Linked DNA regions of Mus musculus: region 2 is linked to region 1. A link is a contact called in public HiChIP or PLAC-seq data. All regions are on one chromosome and are shown on one strand. The core of a region is the stretch at or near the end of the contact, and the rest is flanking DNA. Distances in the headings are between cores, read along the strand shown.

Region 1 (4,221 bases), core at 1,065-3,564:
ACCTGCAGCATCTTATCCCTGGGGCAACTACCAGCTTCCTCTCACTGCACCAACAGTAGGCAGAGACCCTTCCTTTTCTCTCACCACCCGCAGGAAGTCACTTCATCACCGAGTTCCATCTCATTACTGTTTCCATCTCTCTTATCGTGTCCTCTTTCCTTTTGCCGTCATCAGCTTCACCAGCCAACCCTCTTCCTCTCTGTCAGAGCTCATTGATGGTTTTCTTCCACAACTGCTTTAGTGTTTCCCTGCCATTTTATCTACACGGATGCATATTCCCTCTCTGATATTTAACTCTGTGTGTGTGTGTGTGTGCGCGCGCGCGTGTGCATGCAGGGCCCAAGAAGAAGGCATCAGATCCCTGGGACTGGAGTTACAAATGGTTGAGAGCCACCTGTAAGTAAGAAGCAAACTCCAGTCCTTTGACGGACTAGCCAGTGCTCTTAACCACTGACCCATCTTTCTCTCTTCCCCTTCCCTTATGGGTTTTTTTTTTTTTTTTTGGTTTGTTTGCTTTTGTTTTGTTTTGTTTTGTTTTGTTTTGTTTGTGAGACAGGGTTTCTCAGTGTAACCCTGGTGTCCTGGAACTCACGCTGTAGGCCAGGCTGGCCTCGAACTCAAAGATCCACATCTACCTGCCTCTAAGTGCTGGGATTAAAGGCATGCACCACCACACCTGACGGTTTCCTTTTTTGTTTGTTTGTTTGTTTGTTTGTTTCGAGACAGGGTCTTTCTATGTTGCCCAAGCTAGTCTCATACTTGTGGGTGCAGATGACCCTACCTTCTTAGCTTCCTGAGTATCTGAGACTATAGACAAGCACTACCACACCCAAGGAGCCGTGCTTTCAGAATGTCCCTTCCAGCAATCCACTCTCCTCCCAGCTGTTCTGCCTGAAAGCCTTTAATAGCCACCGGTGGCGTCAGGACTAAGATGGACATCCAGACCCAGAAGGTTCTTGTTCTGCTTGTCTGTTTCGCCTTCCTCTTGGGCTACCAGAGCTTTGCCAGTTTCATTTTCTGCAGTCACCTCTGCCCTCTCTGCTTCCTGCCCACTGCCAGTTGTCCTTTTGCCCAGAGAAGCCTCACCTGCTATGGAGTTCACAGAGTCCCTCCAACACTGTTTATCCACGCTTGACTCCCCGCTGCCTTTCCTGGAACGCAGGAAGGTAGAGACACCTTTGTGTCCTTGGTGCCTAGCACAGGTCTGCCCAGGGCAGACCTGCAGTAACCATATGTGAACAAATGAATGTAGCTGTAGGGAGCCTTAGAATGCCCCCACTCCCCCAGCTAAGCAGCTCAGGCTGTGCAAAACCCTAGAAGGGGACTGAAACTTCAGGGTTTGAAGAAAATGAATGGTTGGAAAGGGAAGAAAATATGGAGAACTTGTAATAGACACAGAAACTAGGCAGAGACAACTCTACACTCCCCGCCCCAGTTTTAAGGGAATTCTCGGCTACATTCTCCAGACTGAGAAAAGTCAGAGTCAAAGAGGTCAGAAAACGCTCAGAATCCTACCTAGTGAGTACCTGAGGCCAAATCCAGCCCAGACCTATCAAATCGCAGACCTGCCGTCTTCATTATACTCTGCAGTGACCATGACCTGCTGCTGCTGGTCGGTGTTATGCCATGTCTGGGTTGGAACAGGTCTGGGATCGGAGTGTTCCAGCTCTTCAGCACCTGATGAGAAGCCTGGTGTAATGTAGGCATTTGATGGGTGTGCCCCCCCCCCCCCACTGCTATGGCTCCAACCCAGGGCCCCAAGCACTGCCGCTGACCTCTACCCTAGTTCTCCGTCTGAACATCCAGATGTGCAGATGGATGGGGCCATTCCCTGGAAATGGTAAAGGCAGGAGAAGCAGCAAGGCCTCATACCCCCTCATCCTTCTGGTGCAGATGAGGTCATCTCTCTGATCCCTGCTGGTGCACAAGCCACCCGAGGGCAGGGACTGCCTAGGTGTGATCCACAGTGTCTGGTGTAACTTTGCTCAAGCCTTCCAGGCTAGGTGTTGGCCTCTCTGGGTCTCTTCAACTATAAACCTCAAGAGAAGTGCCAGAGTAGCCCCAGGAGACAACTGTGGATGCAGACCGACCGAGGACATTCTCCGTTTACCGCGATGCCCAGAGGACATGACTTCCAGCCCAGGAGATGGCCCATAACAATATTGCCCACCACAGCTGCTATCGTCTTTGTCATTATTGGTCCTTGGCAGAAAAAGAGGCAGCAGTGTTGGGAAAGTCAGGTCTACTTGGCAAAGGGTTGACTGATTGAGCAGGACAAAGGTATGATTGCCTTTTGAGGGGCACAGCCCTCTTGTGACTGTCACCAAAAGACCAAAGCCAGGAGCATGACTTCTTTAAGTGAACACCTTTGAGAGAGAGTCCAGCCCTAGGCACTGGCTGCCTATTTCCCACCTTATCCCTGCCCAGAGAAGAGGAACTCAAGCCAGGACAAAGAAACTCATGAGTCAAGAGCTGATTTGTTTAAGTAAACAGTGGCCTACCTTTCCTCTGACTTCTATGACTTCCTGTGGGTGAGAGGTGGCCCTTGACAGGTGGCTATTGGTGAGCAAGTGACCGGACTCTTTAAGGCTTTCTAAGGTTGATCCCTTTCGAGACCTAGTCTGTCCACACTTGGCATTGACGGTGTGAGCTTCGCCATGTGTCTCGCTCCTCCCATCCTCCCTTCCTCCTCTCCAGCTCACTTGTTCACCGCATGGCTCTTAGATGCTTCCTATGCAATCCCAGGTTGGCAAGACCCCCACTCCAGGACCTCTGACTCACCAGGTCCCCTTCAGTTTAGCTCAGCCCGTCCTTGCTAGCTGACCACTGTGCCAGGACCTAGGCCCAGAAGAATAAAGGAAACTCAGTTCTAAGCCCTCAGGTAACCACTGACTCAGGGCTGATAGGCTTCTGACCAAATGTATGTAACGTGAGATGATAAGGACCTGGTAAAGATTTGTACAAACCAGAATGGAAGAAGACACATGCTCATTCTGCTAGAGAAGTGTGTCAGGAGGGCCACGGAGAAGAGGTGGCATTCAGGCCCAGCAGTAAAGGACTTGTAAAGTTTCACTTGCAAAGTACCATTGGAGGGACTGTGTTGTAAAAGCAGGAGGTGTGACTACATCTGGTGTGTCCTGTATGACCAGTGACACCGCCAAAAGTCCAGCCACCCTGGAGCCCAAGCTGAGTGACACTAGGGTTGGAGGCGGGCATCGTGCTTGCCTGACTGGGGAGGGAGTGCCACTGATCCAAGCTGAATGCCCCCCCCTCTTCCTGGGGAAAGGTTGCAACCACTCACACAGATGATGAAGGACTTGGACCCCATCCCAGTCCTCTGTTCATTTTTTTAATCTTTTATAGGATTGGGCATCTGGAGAGTCAAAAATAGACCTTTGCCCATTGGGACAGAAAGCCTGGAGAATAAGGGATCTGGGGGGTGAGGGCTGAGAAGGCAACAAGGAAAGGGCTGAACCCCAGGGTCATTCAGAAGGGAGTTGGATCAGGAATGGCCTGGCAGACAGAGGGAATGGGTACTGAGAGAGGGATGTTAGGTTCTTCTAGCTGGTGGTGTGGGCTCTGCATCATAAGAGTGTTCTGTTAGAGTTCAACTCTGTTCAGACCACAATGTCTGCAGAGGCCTCGTCTCACGGAGACCCACAGGCTTATGCTGGTATACTGTGAATCCCTAGCTAACAGGCATCCTGGGGCCAGCTCACCTGGGACATCCACTCTGGATATTGGTGCTGTATCATACTCCAGCCCCCATTGCCTGCCTCCTGCCTGGGAATGGCTTGGGCTGTGAAACCATCCCAGCCTCAGAAAGGTATAAGAAGAGACTCCCACTTCTGCCATGCAGCTCTCTTCAGAGACCCTGCCATTCTGCCTGTCTCTGGTGCTGGGACCTGAATTGTCATCAGAGGCCCTGCCCCATGCTTTTCTGTGTGTCTGCCTGTGGCATTAGTAACTTTTCTATTGTCTATTTCTGTTTTCTCCCCTCCAAGGGCTTCTCTATGTAGCCATGGCAGGCCTGGAACTCACTCTGTAGACCAGGCTGACCTCAAACTCACTCACAGAGATCCACCTGCCTCTGCCTCCGGGGTGCTGGGGTTAAAGGTGTGTACCACCACCACCCAGCTTAGTAATTTTTCTTTTTTAAAAAAATAATGATTTATTTATTATTATAAAGTACACTGTAGCTGTCTTCAGGCATGCCGGAAG
Region 2 (4,221 bases), core at 518-3,017, 390 kb after region 1:
GACTCCTCTGGTCTCCACTGACAGCGGGAGAAGGAGAAAAAGGGAGACAGGATGGTGAAGGATTTGGCCTGGAGAGGACCTGGCCCATGGAGAACTGATAGATAGCTCTGAAGTACCCACTGAGGTGATAGCCCAGGACCAGTGCCCACTCAAAGACACAAGTTCCTGCATCATTGAGCACCAATTGTGTGCACCAGGCCTGTCGAGGGCAGGGAGACATGGTGGACTGTCAGATGTAGAGATAGACTTGACAGCTTAGGCAGAGGGAAGATATGTGCTTAGAGTCCCAATGTCCTGCTATGGTTGTTCAGCTTGCTCCCCCTATCTATCTATCTATCTATCTATCTATCTATCTATCTATCTATCTACCTCCCTCTCTTCCTCTGTCTATCTATATTATCTTTCTACCTACCTACCTCTCTCTCTCTCTCTCTCTTTCTACCTACCTATCCATCCATCCACTTATCCATCCATCCATGCATCCTGCTTTCAGCTGAGACACTAAATTAGAGTCACCTGAGCTGAGTGTCCTAGAACACAAGTGCTGGACTTACCGCTGGAGTGGGCCAAGAGTCAGGCTTGCCAGAGAGATAATAAAGGGTAAGTAGCCAGCTCAGAGCCTGGGCATTACCCCAAAGCCACAAGGAGACCCCACACCCCTGATTTCGATTCTACAGGTGCCTGGAGTCAAAATAGGAAAACTAGTTTCTTGGCTGGCAGTGGTAAATTCTAATGCCAGCGTGCACTGGTATGCTGGGTGAACAGGTATATGGAGTGAGGACTCTAATGTGAAGCCTTGTGGTCTTGAAACTAGGAGTTGGCTAGTGAGGGACAGGCCCTGTTTGGAGTCCTCTAGCCAGATCACCCTCATATAAGCTGGTCTGGCCTGTCCACTAGCCTGGTGCTGGAGTGGCCTGAGCTCCTGCTATTTGAGACAGTTCTGTCACAGTCTTTGCGACAGAATATAGAGAGGCTATAGAGTCCTGGAATTATCAGAGCGGGCTGGAACCAGGTCTAGTTAGGATTCCTTACTTGAGGGGAGCCCTGGTGTGAAGCTATCGCAGGTAGCCCCTCCTATGTCAGGTAGTGAGAGGAAAAAGACAGAGGGGTAGGTGGGAAAGGAAGAGGCTGTAAGAGGAGTAGGGAGAGGAGAGAAGGAAAAGGGGATGGAGAGTAGCTAGACTAAACTCCTACAGTGAGAGAAAAGACAAAAGGAAGGGACAAAAAGGGGGCGGAGGGTGGCGAGTCTCATCTAGAGGGAGCACAGGGGAGGCAGGCTGGGCTATGCACATCTGGTGGGGATACACACCACATGCTTCTTTCTGATCTTACTGGGGCCCAGGGCTGCACAGATGGTTCTATTGGGTGGATAAGGGCAGGCTGGGGTGTCCTTGAAAAGAGTCACACAGGGGATACCTAGGCCCTGGGGCCAGGCTGGATAAGTGCACCATCTGGTCTCCCACTGGCCCAAAGCAGAATGACAAAGTCCCAGGGGGTGGAAGGCTACAAGGGCAGGCCTTGTCTTCCGTGGCCTCCCTGGAGCCTGCTTGGGCATATTCCTTGTAAAGAACACAAATATGGGGACAATGTCCCTGGTCTTATTACCCAACCCCCTTCAAACTCTTGGGGACCAGCACACAAAAGTACTCGAAGTGACTTTCCTGAAACCACAGAGGCTGCAGCTGTGGCGCCAGACTCCTAGGATGGGAGGGGCTGGATGGAGTCATTCTCTGGATGTTTCTGAGCGGGTGTGTCTGCTGAGACTTTGTGAGGAGCCCTCAACCTGCCCCAGGAATGCAGGCTGATGAACACACCCACCTCCCCCACCCTTGGGTCCTTCAGCATAGACAGGTTGGGAGAAGAAAGAGGGTACCCTCTGGGTAGAAAAGAATTTTGGCTCAGAGGGTGGAGCTTAGCCAAAGGTATGAAAGCAGTTTGTCTGTGTGGGGGTTCATCCCTCAGCACAGCCTGCAGAATATGGGGTTCCCACTTGGTTGGGGAGGGAATCTAGGATCTTTCTGTTGGGACTTGAAGCTGGCCCAAGAATCATCAGGACCTGGTTCTAGACAGGGAGACCAAGGACAGACAACACAGTTTTTCCTATACTTGATTAGTCCTTTCCCAGGGTAGAGACTTGGTTCCTCTCCAATCCCTGCCACCTACATGCTGGCTCATTCTGGCCACACATATAATCTCACAGTATTCGGTGCTCCTTGATGGACTAGCAAGGTGGGGGTCAGAATACTGACCTCACTGTAAGCCTGTGGGCAGATGCCCCAGGAAGACAGAAGCTTCCAACAGAAAAGGGCTGGCAGGTCCAGCCCTGGAGAGAAACACTCAGGTCAAGAGCAGAGTGACACTCAGGTCATTATTTGCAGAGCTTTGCCTCAGTCACTGGCTTGAGGCCATGGAGGATGGAGAAAAGTCTTGTCTGCCCCTGGCTGTGCAGTCCAGGTGATGCTAAGAACAGTATTGCCTGGGACAGCAGTTCAGCTCAAAGCCACAGCAAATGTGCTTTCTGCAAACCACAAGGATGAAGCCAGTGTGCTGTGCAAGGAGCCTGGGGGTCTTTGGGAGCAGCCCCGTGAGCACTGGCAACTAAGACTGCTACCTGGGTGGAGGGGGTAGCAGGACCTAGGTTAGCACAGCTTAACAATCCTAACAGAAGAACAAAGTCTCTGGAACATGAGCCTCACCTCCCGATCTCAATAACTCCTGCCCAGACAGTCCAAGGCAGCTCCAATGACCATAAAAGGCATAACCACCTCTGAGGGCAGGCATTGGAGGGACAAATCTGGGCTCTAGGGGGTCACTGTGACACACTGGTCACTGTTTACCCTGCCACCTAGCACCGTCAATGACATACCTGAGCCTCAGCCAGCATGACATCCTGGATGATGGGTTGGCCTCGGGGCTCACCATTCTCCAACCGCACATAGGTGACCTGGTAGCCACGAATCTGTCCGTGCTGCTTGTTGGGGACGGGCAGCTTCCAGGAGACATGCACAGCAGTGGAGTTCAGAGGCTCAACCTCTACCTTCCGTGGTGGCCCGCTAGGCACTAGGGGCCAGGCAGAGAAGAGAGTCAGATATGGAGCAACAGCGCCTGGCTTAGGCACGTACAGCTAACTTTAGGGCCGTGACTCTGCACCTGCCCCCTTGGGAAAGGTTCCAATGTTGTTTCTTTGGCTGGCTGATTTGCCTGCCGAGGGCCATCCCTATGGGTCCCTCTAGCAGGGCTACTTATTCATGGGAAACATAGATGTGGGGAACAGCTGGAAGTGAGGTACCACACCTTCAACTACCTAGGCTCACACCATCTGTAACAAATTTCATTAGTATCCAGACAAAGCCCACTTGAGTCTTTTGCACTCATCTTCTCAATCCTGGCTCTCATATTAGGTGGGGCTGCTGCTTCTGCCACAGCCCTGTACGGTTTTAAAGCTTCAGTTATCTTGGAGACGGCTCAGAAGCCAGGACCTGGATACGGGATACCCCACCAACTACATCGCCCCAGAGTTTAGACCATTAAGCCTAAATTTAGAAAATGAGTCTGTCAGGTCCTGTGGAGGGATCTTGGGTGCTTGGCAGACAGCCTCAGGTGGCATGCTTCTCATCCCCACCCCTCCTCATAACAATGTTACCCACTGCAGCCTACCGTCCTCATCGGTGCGCACCAGCACCGGGCTGCTCTCAGGGCCAGGGCCCACATCTGTGTGTGCCCGCACCCACACCCGGTACTCCGTCCACTTCTCCAGGCCCAGCAGGTCCCAGCTGGAATGCTCACGGCTGATGCCATCCACCACATGTCGCTTACGGTCTTCGCCGTCCACTGCCTCATAGGCCACGGAGTACTGGGTGATAATGCCGTTGCGGCTGTCGGCCGGCGGTGGAACCCAACTTACCCGGACCGTGGTGGAGCCCGTGCTCACACATGTCACCTTCTGGGGAGGGGCTGATGGGGCTGGGGAAGACAAATGGGGGGAAAGCAGGCAAATGGAGGGTGGGGACCACAGGCACAGTGACCAAGTAACAAGGGACTGGAGACTCACCCAGCCATCCTGAGGCCCTCTAGGCATATGGCTGCTGAGACAGCCTAACTCCCTCAGAACTAGCTTTCTAAACACACACACACACACACACACACACACACACACACACACACACAGTATGTGCAGTGTCTCACACGCACATATGGAGTTCTAACAGCGTCTTTCCCATG

What was found. HiChIP or PLAC-seq counts read pairs in DNA pulled down with a chosen protein or histone mark.
Region 2: a contact with region 1 is called in a FOXA1 HiChIP or PLAC-seq map of pancreatic cancer cells. The contact joins two enhancer-like sites. A contact is called at or near these places in 6 of 39 promoter capture datasets (the 3T3-L1 cell line, the HPC-7 cell line, hippocampal neurons and 3 more), 1 of 115 datasets of contacts at active chromatin or transcription factors (pancreatic cancer cells) and 1 of 9 other capture datasets (embryonic stem cells).

Annotation. Positions count from the first base shown.
Region 1 is chr4:117,838,522-117,842,742 of GRCm38.p6, forward strand. The region is part of intron 1 of Slc6a9 (solute carrier family 6 (neurotransmitter transporter, glycine), member 9); the gene reads left to right. Among named protein-coding and RNA genes, the nearest start is that of Slc6a9, 5.4 kb to the left of the region's middle. Within about 2 kb of position 2,315, at least 22 of the 459 cell types and tissues checked have an H3K27ac peak or open chromatin away from gene starts, as enhancers often do. A contact at or near this core is called in pancreatic cancer cells, where this site is marked.
Region 2 is chr4:118,227,829-118,232,049 of GRCm38.p6, forward strand. Ptprf (protein tyrosine phosphatase, receptor type, F) reads right to left here. Exons shown (of 33, transcript NM_011213.2): 12 at 3,658-3,963; 13 at 2,867-3,060. Among named protein-coding and RNA genes, the nearest start is that of Mir7226, 19 kb to the left of the region's middle. Within about 2 kb of position 1,768, at least 43 of the 459 cell types and tissues checked have an H3K27ac peak or open chromatin away from gene starts, as enhancers often do. A contact at or near this core is called in pancreatic cancer cells, where this site is marked.